2 separate regions of the Mus musculus genome follow, and region 2 is linked to region 1. The links are chromatin contacts, called in public promoter capture Hi-C maps. All regions are on one chromosome and are shown on one strand. Each heading gives the region's core, a stretch centred on a gene start, on an enhancer-like site or on the middle of the called end of the contact. The rest is flanking DNA. Distances are from core to core; before and after follow the strand shown. Region 1 holds the start of Dstn (destrin). Region 2 holds the start of Insm1 (insulinoma-associated 1).

Evidence for each region. Promoter capture Hi-C pulls out the DNA fragments that hold promoters and counts their contacts.
Region 2: a contact with region 1 is called in a promoter capture Hi-C map of pre-B cells, with 7 times the contacts expected there. The contact joins the promoter of Insm1 here to the promoter of Dstn in region 1.

The regions. Positions count from the first base shown.
Region 1 is chr2:143,912,835-143,917,757 of GRCm38.p6, forward strand. It overlaps Dstn (destrin), which reads left to right and starts at 2,497. Exons shown (of 4, transcript NM_019771.2): 1 at 2,497-2,813. The coding sequence starts at 2,811. It also overlaps a transcript of Bfsp1 not described here.
Region 2 is chr2:146,219,366-146,224,288 of GRCm38.p6, forward strand. It overlaps Insm1 (insulinoma-associated 1), which reads left to right and starts at 2,632. Exons shown (of 1, transcript NM_016889.3): 1 at 2,632-4,923. The coding sequence starts at 2,901. The coding sequence ends at 4,466.

The DNA.
Region 1 (4,923 bases), core at 1,247-3,746:
CTGCTACTCATATTAGTGAATTCAAATGAAATCACTCCTGTGTTCAAAGATCCAGTGCCCAAAAACTTTCTAAATGAGACAAATGGCACCCACCCATCTCCTATTCACTGACATTTATGCCTTGCTGAGCTGCTGTGATAGACTGACTTACTGTAAACAGAACAACAGCAACTTCTCATGGTTCTGTAAGCTTGGGAAGTCCAGTATCAAGGGACCAGTAGATTCAGTGTCTGGTGAGGAACCATCCCCTGCCCCACCCCAGGGTTTCTCTGTGTAGCCCTGGCTATCCTAGAACTTGCTCTGTAGACTAAGACAAGGCTGGCCTCGAACTCAGAGCCCTGCCTGCCTCTACTTCCCAGTGCTGGCATTAAAGGCGTGGGCCACTACTGACCGGCAGAACCATTTCTTTATTCATACACTGCGATCTTCTCCCACTCTTGTAAGCTCTGACCTGACAACCTAGGTTAGCTTAAAGACCGACTTTCAAATAGTATTACATCACATTGGGAATTAGGTTTCAACATTTGGTCAATATAGCATTTTATTAAAATTTGATCCTTCTCAGAATGAGAAGAATAAAAATAGCTAGAGCAACTGGGGGTAAATGTGGGGGTTAAAGTTCGGTGGGAGTTCATTTGAGGTTACGGTGAGCAGATACATTAATTTGTCTGACAAATCCTAAACCATCTTCAGATACTGGCTCACTTAGGAAAACATTTATTAAACATGTAGCACATTGATGGGCTGGGCCCCTTCATGTAGAACGCACCCCAAATTTCTGTCTTTCTGGGACTCCCAGTTTGATCTGGGAACAGTGGCAAATATATTAAAAAAAAAAACAGTTCATAGCCACAAAACATCCATGAAAGCCCAAGAAAGGTGTCCCCTCCCCGTTCCCTGATTTCCATGAAGTTAATGATTATGGAAAGACATAAAACGGATTCGCTGGAAATATGTCAAAAAAAAAAAAAATCCAGGCTGGCAGGTGATAGGAACACAGTTACTGGGCAAATCCATAAGGAGAGGGAGTGAGGCTAGAGGCAGAGGAGCCAGAGAGACTTGCTTAAGATTCTGGAAGAAGCTGGGTGGTGGCGGCGCACGCCTTTAATCCCAGCTCTTGGGAGGCGGATTTCTGAGTTCGAGGCCAGCCTGGTCTACAAAGTGAGTTCCAGGACAAAAAAAAAAAAAAAAAAAAAAAAAAAAATCTGGAAGAAGGCACAGAAAATTTTATGCAGTAAACAGCATTCTTGTATTTGGACAGGATTGTGGAGGACGAAACACCAATGATAGGTTGAACCGTCCTTAAATGAAGTCTCATTTAGTGGGGTCAGAGTCCTGAGCAGAAAAAAACAAAAAACCAACCCCAAAAAAAAACAAAAATAAGCCAGAAGGGTTCGGGCTGCAGCTGGATGTAGGTTCTTTCTCTTCAGTGTGATTACCAATTATTAATACCAAAGACTTGTTAAAAGGGCAAACTCTTAGGTTACATTCTAGGTGCACGGAGCCAGAACTAAGAAATCTTTGAGCAAACTCTCCAGGTGATTCTGACGCCACTGCCGTAGCCTGCCAAACACCCCGTGGCAATGCAGTAAGGGATTAGAATTGCCACGACTTGCCTTTAATCTTAAGAAAGAAACAAAACCCTTAAAACTAATGGGAACCGCGGTTTGCTACCTAGGGTAGATTTTTTTTATATAGCGCCCAGAAAACAGAAACAAAGAAAAACAACGATCATGTTGCCCAAAAGCCTTCTTAGATAATTAAGACTTTTTTTATAGAGATCCTGATGTTCTCGTTGCCTAAATTCAGTTCAAAAGTGAGGTGATCATCCCACGTCTTACGAGTTCCTTTTATTCGCTACAAAAACACCCGGAGAAAACAAGGCTAGGATTGCGGGTGGCCCTGTGGAAGCAGTATTTCCGTGCAACCGCCCTTTAGGAAAACACAATTCCCCAATGAGAAACCCCCAAGCGCAGCGGCGGGGCCCGGCCCACAGTCCCGGGCCACGCGGCGTCCCCCACGCACCCCCCGCGGGCCACTGGGCCTCCTCCCAGCCCGCTCAGAAGATAAACAAATCACTCCTGTTTTCCAGTCCTGGAATAAGCGCTGACTCACACAGCACTTTGATCAGCCACGGTCGCCTCAGGAAGGAGGAAAACTGTGCAGATTTTTCCCTCTCACGCGACGGCCCGAAGTGCCGCGCTGACCAATCAGGACTGGGTGGTGGGAACAGCACCAAAGTAGGTAAAAAAATGCGGGTCGCGGTCCCTGAGAGCCGTTTTGAGAGTTCTCGTCGCCAAGCAGAGCACCCGCCCACCGGCATTCGCCCCGCCCACTCCGCGCCGGGGCCCCGCCCCTAGCGGCGCGCACACCTGGCCAGGTGGCGACTTCCATGTATGGGCAAAGGCCGCGCGGTAGGCGGGGCATCGCGTGGTCCCGCCTCCAGGGCAGGGCCAGATTCCCCGGAGCGTCCTGTGTCCACCCTTCACGGAGCAGCAGCCCGGGCGCTCCTCTGGGCGGGGAACCCATGCACTCCCCTTAACTGGAGAGGGGTTTCCAGTTGTCTGGAGACTATTGGGACTCCTGGGTGGGGCCTGTCTGGGGAGGCCGGCCTGTTGCGTAGCAACGGTGGGCGGAGCGAGGGGCGCGCGCAGCCGCAGTCTGGCTGGAACTCGTGCCCGCCCTTAATAAGCTCGAGCTGCCGCGTCCGCCCTGCGCCTGCTCTCCTGCTTTTGCTACCCGGAGGACGAAGGTGCACAGACTTTGCCGTCAGGCTCCTAGCTCTCCTCCCGAAGTCCGCCCCAGCGAACATGGTGAGTGATCCTCGGGCGTGTGCTAAGGGAGGGGTCGGTTCCAAGGCAGCTCCTGGGCGGCATCATGCCCACCGTTCCAGGCCGCCGCCCGGGATCCCCTTCGGCCCGGCCTCGCTGCCTTCGATCCCGAAGTCGGTAGATCCCCGGGATGGGCGGCCGAACCTGAGACCATCCGTGTGGGCGCGGTTTTCTCCAAGGCCAGCTTGGTGACCCGTGAGCTTTTCCAGCCCTTTTTACTGAGAAGGAAAAGGATTTTATTGAACACTCTAGAGGGCGGAGTAATTGCTAGTGAGCGTGATTAAGAACCGGGTGGCCTTGCCGTGGCTTTGTTTGTCGTATCTGGCAATCAGCTTCAGTGGCACTCTCGTTGGGCTTGTCAAGCTTGGCAGTGGCTCTTTTAACCCTTCCCTGCCGGGTCCATTCATCCATGCTAGAAATTTGCCTTTACCTGAGAACAAGGCTTTACCACAACTTTGGGTGCAAGTCCTGGACATGATGTTGTTGCTTTTCAGATGCAAATTTAAAAACTTTCAGAAAGCCCGTATAATTACTCCAGCCCTTTAAAAAGAGAAACATTCGTTGTATTGAGATGGTAGAGATTTTGCTTAATTTACAAACTTCTCTACCTCCAAAGTGTTACTCAAATCGGTTGTAAAACAGTATCTCAACTGGGCGATCAGGTGGAACATTTTGTCACTGTAGTCTGCACAATGTTACCATTTTTGGTCAATGATTTGCTGGCAAGGCCTTGCCTCACTGCTAGAAATACTATCCTGTTGCTACATCTGTGCGCCGGGAAACAGTTGGTACCCACTTATCTGTCTACAGAGTGTTTTCACTGAATAACAACTTTGGTTTTTTCTTAGGATATAGCAACTGGCTTGCAGGTGCAGGCTGGCTCATTAGATTAAATGGATAGTTTTCTTGAAAACGGACCATGCTTAGCTGTGCCTTGATATTAAGTCATGTTTGGGTTTAATGCTATGAGCTACAAATATTTCAGACCTTGAAGTCTGTTGAACCTCAGCAAGATTTTAAGTGTATGTATATGTTGATTTATAGTAAAGACTAAATCCAAAGGTTTTGAGTGCTGATAAACTTTTAAATTTGAGCACTCAGTGTAATAAAGTGAACTGGTGTCTGCTCTCCAGTCTTCTTTTAGTTGAGAATGCAAAAGTATTTAAAACAGGGCCAAACATTCTAAACGTAAAAGCTTGGCTTTAAAGCTTAATTTTTTGTTCGGTGTACATTCAAATAAAATGAAAATAGAGTCTGTTGGATTTCCTGGTACTTGGGGGAGACAAAAATAAAAACTAAAGGTGGGTTCATTCTTACATCCAAGTACTGATATATTTATTATGGTCTGAGGACTTGGGTACGGGAGTGCCACGGTGCTTTGAGGAGCCAGTTTTCCTTTCACTGTGGGTTCTGGGAATTGAACTTAGGTTGTCAGACTTGCCTGGCAAGTACTTTCACCTGCTGAGCCAGTTTGCCAGTTCTGGATATGTTTTAAGAATGAGGAATTTAGAACACAGACTTTACTATGTTTGGTTTTATAAGCACAGAAGATCTCCATTCAGTCCAGCTATTAGAGAATGGGGGGTGGGGCGAAGGGAGAGATAGAGAGATTTTCCTTTATTATCCCAGATTCTAGCACTTTTCTGTATTTGAAACCTTTTTACATTTGGTAGTAGGCTGCTGAGGCAGATCTTGTTCTGTAATTCAGAACCACACGGAACTCACTGTGAAGCCCAAGCTGGACTTGAACTTGAGGCGATGCAGGTGCTAGGATTTCGGGTGTCAAGAACAACACTGGTTTTGTATTTTTATATTTGAGTTGGGGCCTTGGATTAGGCCAGAGTGGCCTGGCATTCTACTCTCTCGGACTCCTGAGTGCGTTTAGTTATCCCTACCCCCTTTCCTCTTTTTGGGGTGGTAATGGGAAGATTAAAGTTTAACTACATATGGGCTTGTTTTAAATTAGAAGAATTACTTCCTGGTACTCATTATGTCTTCTAGAAGCAGTTGGAATAAAGGAAATTGAAATTAGAGAAATGAGATGTCATGTTTTCAAATGTCTCACTACAAAATAATCACAATAAATGTCTAT
Region 2 (4,923 bases), core at 1,382-3,881, 2.3 Mb after region 1:
CTTGGGAGCCCAGCCTCCCACTAACTCCCGTTAAGGCGGAGGCATTATTCTAAATCGCAGTGTGGACATGCAGGCCGTGGGTGAGCTTTGCTCTTCTCAGGGGAAGACACTTCGCAGGAGTAGGTGTTCCGGTCCCTGCAGGCAGCCAAGTTCTGAGAAAATCCTGCATACCTACCACCACTGGTGCTACTGGACTGCACCCGCTGAAGGATGGCTGGTGTGAGCACGTGTCCGAATGCGCAGCCTAAGTGTTCCAGGACTTTCTAAGCTTCCATTTATTTTAACTGTACAGGCGTGGAAAATATTCACTGAATATCTTCCACGAATAGATTCACTGAATAGATTTCCTTGACTAAATCAAGAGCTCTGTTTGAATTCCCTCGAGCAAGGTTTTTTTATCTTTATTTTATTATTTGTTTTTTTTTCAATTGTTGGTCATATGCACCCCCACAAATTCAACACACATACACACCTTCTTTACAGTTATTAGTGGATTTTTTTTTGTTTGCTTGTAAGAACTCACTAGGCGACGAACTCTTCCGGCAGCCTTTTGAATAAAAAGAGTGTTACATACGCAAGACTAAATATCCTGATGGGGGTAGCCCGTCGAGCCCCGCCCCATTATTCCACAACCCAGATGGGATTCGTGATTAGGAAATAAAATTGGCCAAAGCTGTCTCGGAATCTCCCTCTCTCTTCTAATTTCATCAGCAGTATTAATCAGCGCTCAAAAGAGCAAAGAAATAACAGTTATTTCCAGATCGAAATATTAATGGATTGTAACTCATTTTAGTATTTCTAACTTTATAAAGACTAGCAACCATTACAACACTTTATATATTTTTCTCTCTTCAGTTGGTGGTTTTAAAAAAAATCATGGATATAAAATCATAAGATTTCTTTCCTCTGAGTTAACTCACCTTGACAACTGTCCCCATTACAATGTACTACTCAAGTGGATTCTGTTGAAAAAACAAAAAACAAACAAAAAACCAAAACCACTATTTAATTTCCAAGCCAGGGTATTTTCAGAGGGAAACCCCAAAACGATTAAATGCCTTCAGTGGAATTTAATCTAAGTCAAACTCAGCAAAAATCTAGGCTCACTTCAAGAGGGAAAAAATGTTTCTCTCACTTTGAGTAAAGTGACATTTTCTCTACAGCTATGACATTTGATGCGTCTTGGCTATTTGTTCCCTGGTGAGGGGCTTCTTAGGGATCTACTTCTTTCCCCAAGAAAAGAACCTTCTGTGTTTTCTCAGCCATTAGCAGGGAAGAGATCCCTAGACAAGTTGCCGGGTCTGGGTCCAAATCTGGCGTCTAGTGTGGCGTGTGTGTACCAGGGGTGTCCTTCGTTGTTGTCTCTTGCCAGTGGCACGGGAGGAAGCGGCTGGTCCTCTCAGGCTGCAGGCTCCCTCTGAGGACAGATTGGCCACCCCCACCTCCCCACACCCCCGGCAGCACGCGTCTCTTTTGCGTCCAGATTGGCCGCGACCCGCGCTCAATAGCGGGAGGTTAATTTCCTTCACAAAGGTGAAGGGGGCACGACTCCGGGGGGGGGGGGCCCCCGCGCCCAGACAGGCGGTTGCTTTATTCCGCAGCGCCTTGATTGGAGCCCTTGATTTAGCATCTGATGTCAACCCACAGACAAAATGCCCGCTCAGAATGAAAATGCATGAGGCTGCGCAGAGGGTGAAAACCAACTTCACCGTGCGTGGCCCACTTGGGTCAACTCCACAGGCGTTGCCTACGCCCTGGACAGCGAGGAGGCTCCTGAAGCCTGGGTCCGACCCTGGCAAAGATGCCAATCCTCCGGCTTCAGGCATATTAGGGAAAGGAACGTAACTTCAGATATTCAAGTTCCTTTTGGAAGCCAGCCAGCAGGCCAGGGATGCAGCCTCGCATCCGAGGGCGATCGAAAACGTGCTATGCCAACAGTTTCTCCAACTCGAGAGAAGCTTTCGAGGCCCGCCGGCAGGTTGAGCCCGTGAGCCCAGACCCGGCGCTCCGCCGAAGCCCGCTGGCTCAACGTGTTTACTCTCTGAAGCCCGGGTTCCCGCGGCCAGAGCACGGTCGGGCCACTGGCTGTCCGGAGTTGAGTTGCGCGTTCCCCTTGCCGATGATTTTCCATACGACGCGCGGAGCTCCCGCGCCCTTCTCCCGCAGCAGCCGCGGCCCTCGGGTCGCCCCTGCCCCCACCCCATCAGCGCGCCCAATTTCCCCCTGGGCTCCGGCTCGCGGATTGAACCCTCCTGACATATTTGGGGCCATTCTTCTCCTTTGTTGCTATTTAGCTCGCGACCCGCGGGTAATCCTCGCGCGGGAGGGGGGCGCACATTGTCGTGCTGATGGACGGGCCCATTTGGCGGCTCCGCGCCCCCCGGAGGAGACACACAAAGCCCAGGCACGTGCGCCTCCCCATAGAGGAGCAGCAGACCGTGAAGGGAGGCGGGGCCGGGCGTGTGCCTGGGCCAGGCGGGGCGGCGGCGCCGGGCGCGGCGGGGCGGGGCGGGGCGGGGCGGCCGAGGGGCGCGCGCTGGGGCCCCGCGCCCTCAGGTACATCTGCCGCACCTACCGGGCGACCCTCGAGTCCCGGCCCCTTTTTTGCCGCTCCGTCGCCCTCCCGCCCTCGTCGGCGGAGGAGCTGCGGACGCTCTGATTGGCTCTGGGGGAAGCGGGAGGCGAGAACAATGGCCCCCTCCCCCCGTTAAAAGGGAGCGGCGCCCGGGCCCGGGGACAGGGACGCGCGTGCGGAGCGCAGAGCCGGGCCAGCAGCCGCGGGCACTGCGGGAGTCCCGAAGCCGCCGCGTGCAGGCGATGGGCTGGGGTCACTGAGGGCCGCCAGGGCCGAGCACGGAGGTGGGACCCAACCAGTGCGTCGCCCTTTTCACCGCGCCAACATGCCCCGCGGGTTTCTGGTGAAGCGCAGCAAGAAGTCCACGCCCGTGTCCTACCGGGTCCGCGGCGGCGAGGACAGTGACCGGGCGCTGCTGCTGTCACCCGGCTGCGGGGGCGCCCGCGCCGAGCCCCCGGTGCCCAGCCCCGGGCCGCTGCCGCCACCTCCGCCGCCGGCGCTCGCGGAGCGCGCCCATGCTGCGCTCGCCGCCGCGCTCGCCTGCGCGCCAGGCCCGCCGCCGCCACCCCCGCCAGGCCCGCGGGCCGCGCACTTCGGCAACCCCGAGGCTGCGCACCCGGCGCCTCTCTACAGTCCCACGCGGCCGGTGAGCCGCGAGCACGAGAAGCACAAGTACTTCGAGCGCAGCTTCAACCTGGGCTCGCCGGTGTCCGCTGAGTCCTTCCCCACGCCCGCCGCGCTGCTCGCAGGGGGAGGCAGCGGCGCCAACGGCGCTGGCGGCGGCGGCGGCGGCACCTGCGGCGGAGACGCGCTGCTCTTCGCTCCCGCCGAGCTCAAGATGGGCACTGCGTTCTCCGCCGGCGCCGAGGCGGCCCGGGGTCCTGGGACCGGTCCTCCACTGTCCCCCGCCGCGGCCCTGCGGCCCCCGGGCAAGCGACCGGCGCCCCCCGCCGCTGTCGCTACAGAGCCGCCCGCCAAGGCAGCCAAGGCCCCGAGCGCCAAAAAGCCGAAGGCCATCCGCAAGCTGCACTTCGAGGACGAGGTGACCACGTCGCCGGTTCTGGGGCTCAAGATCAAGGAGGGCCCGGTGGAGGCGCCGCGGGGTCGCGCGGGGGGCGCGACCCGACCCCTGGGCGAGTTCATCTGCCAGCTGTGCAAGGAGGAGTACGCTGACCCGTTCGCGCTGGCGCAGCACAAGTGCTCGCGCATCGTGCGCGTGGAGTACCGCTGCCCAGAGTGCGCCAAGGTCTTCAGCTGCCCGGCCAACCTGGCCTCGCACCGCCGCTGGCACAAACCACGGCCGGTGCCCGCGGCGGCCCGCGCGCCAGAGCCAGAAGCCGCCACCAGGGCGGAGGCGCGCGAGGCTGCGGGCGGCGGCAGCAGCGATCGGGACACGCCGAGCCCTGGCGGCGTATCCGAGTCAGGCTCCGAGGACGGGCTCTACGAGTGCCACCACTGCGCCAAGAAGTTCCGTCGCCAGGCCTATCTGCGCAAGCACCTGCTGGCACATCACCAGGCGCTGCAGGCCAAAGGCGCGCCCCCGCCCCCGCCGCCGCCGCCACCCCCCGCCGAGGACATCCTGGCTTTCTACGCGGGGCCCGACGAAAAGGCGCCCCAGGAGGCCTCGGGCGACGGCGAGGCGGCCGGCGTGCTGGGCCTGAGTGCGACCGCCCAGTGCCACCTGTGCCCAGTGTGCGGGGAGACCTTCCCCAGCAAGGGCGCCCAGGAGCGCCACCTGCGCCTGCTGCACGCTGCCCAGGTGTTCCCCTGCAAGTACTGCCCGGCCACCTTCTACAGCTCCCCGGGCCTGACCCGGCACATCAACAAGTGCCACCCGTCTGAGAATAGACAGGTGATCCTCCTTCAGGTGCCTGTGCGTCCGGCCTGCTAGAGTGCGCCCTCGGTCCGGGGGCCCCCAGAACTGTGCCTTCACTCGGAGACCCACAAAGAGAGAGCGCCCCCCATGCCTGATCTGGGGGTCCCCTACTCCCATTCCAGGGTGAAAGTGTCCTCTTCGCTTCGCTTCGGTGGAGCATGACCACCTGGTCTTCTCGCTGTGACTCCTTTGGACCCCAACCCCTTTGCGTTGTGCCCCCCCCCCCAAGCCCCATGGCGCAACAGGAGTCCGTCTCTTTCTGTACAGGGGAGGAAAAAAATGCTGTATACGTTTGTCTCGTGGTTGGACGCCTCCTTTTGAGGGGCAAAGCTGTTTTTCTTGCTAGTATTCGCTGTGTTCATGGTCTAGAAAATGCGGTTTGCTCTGCCTACCAATCTCTGCTCTCTATGTCTGTAGCGTACGGGTTGTTTTGGGTGAATCTTGAGGAATAAAATGCCTTTATATTTCACAG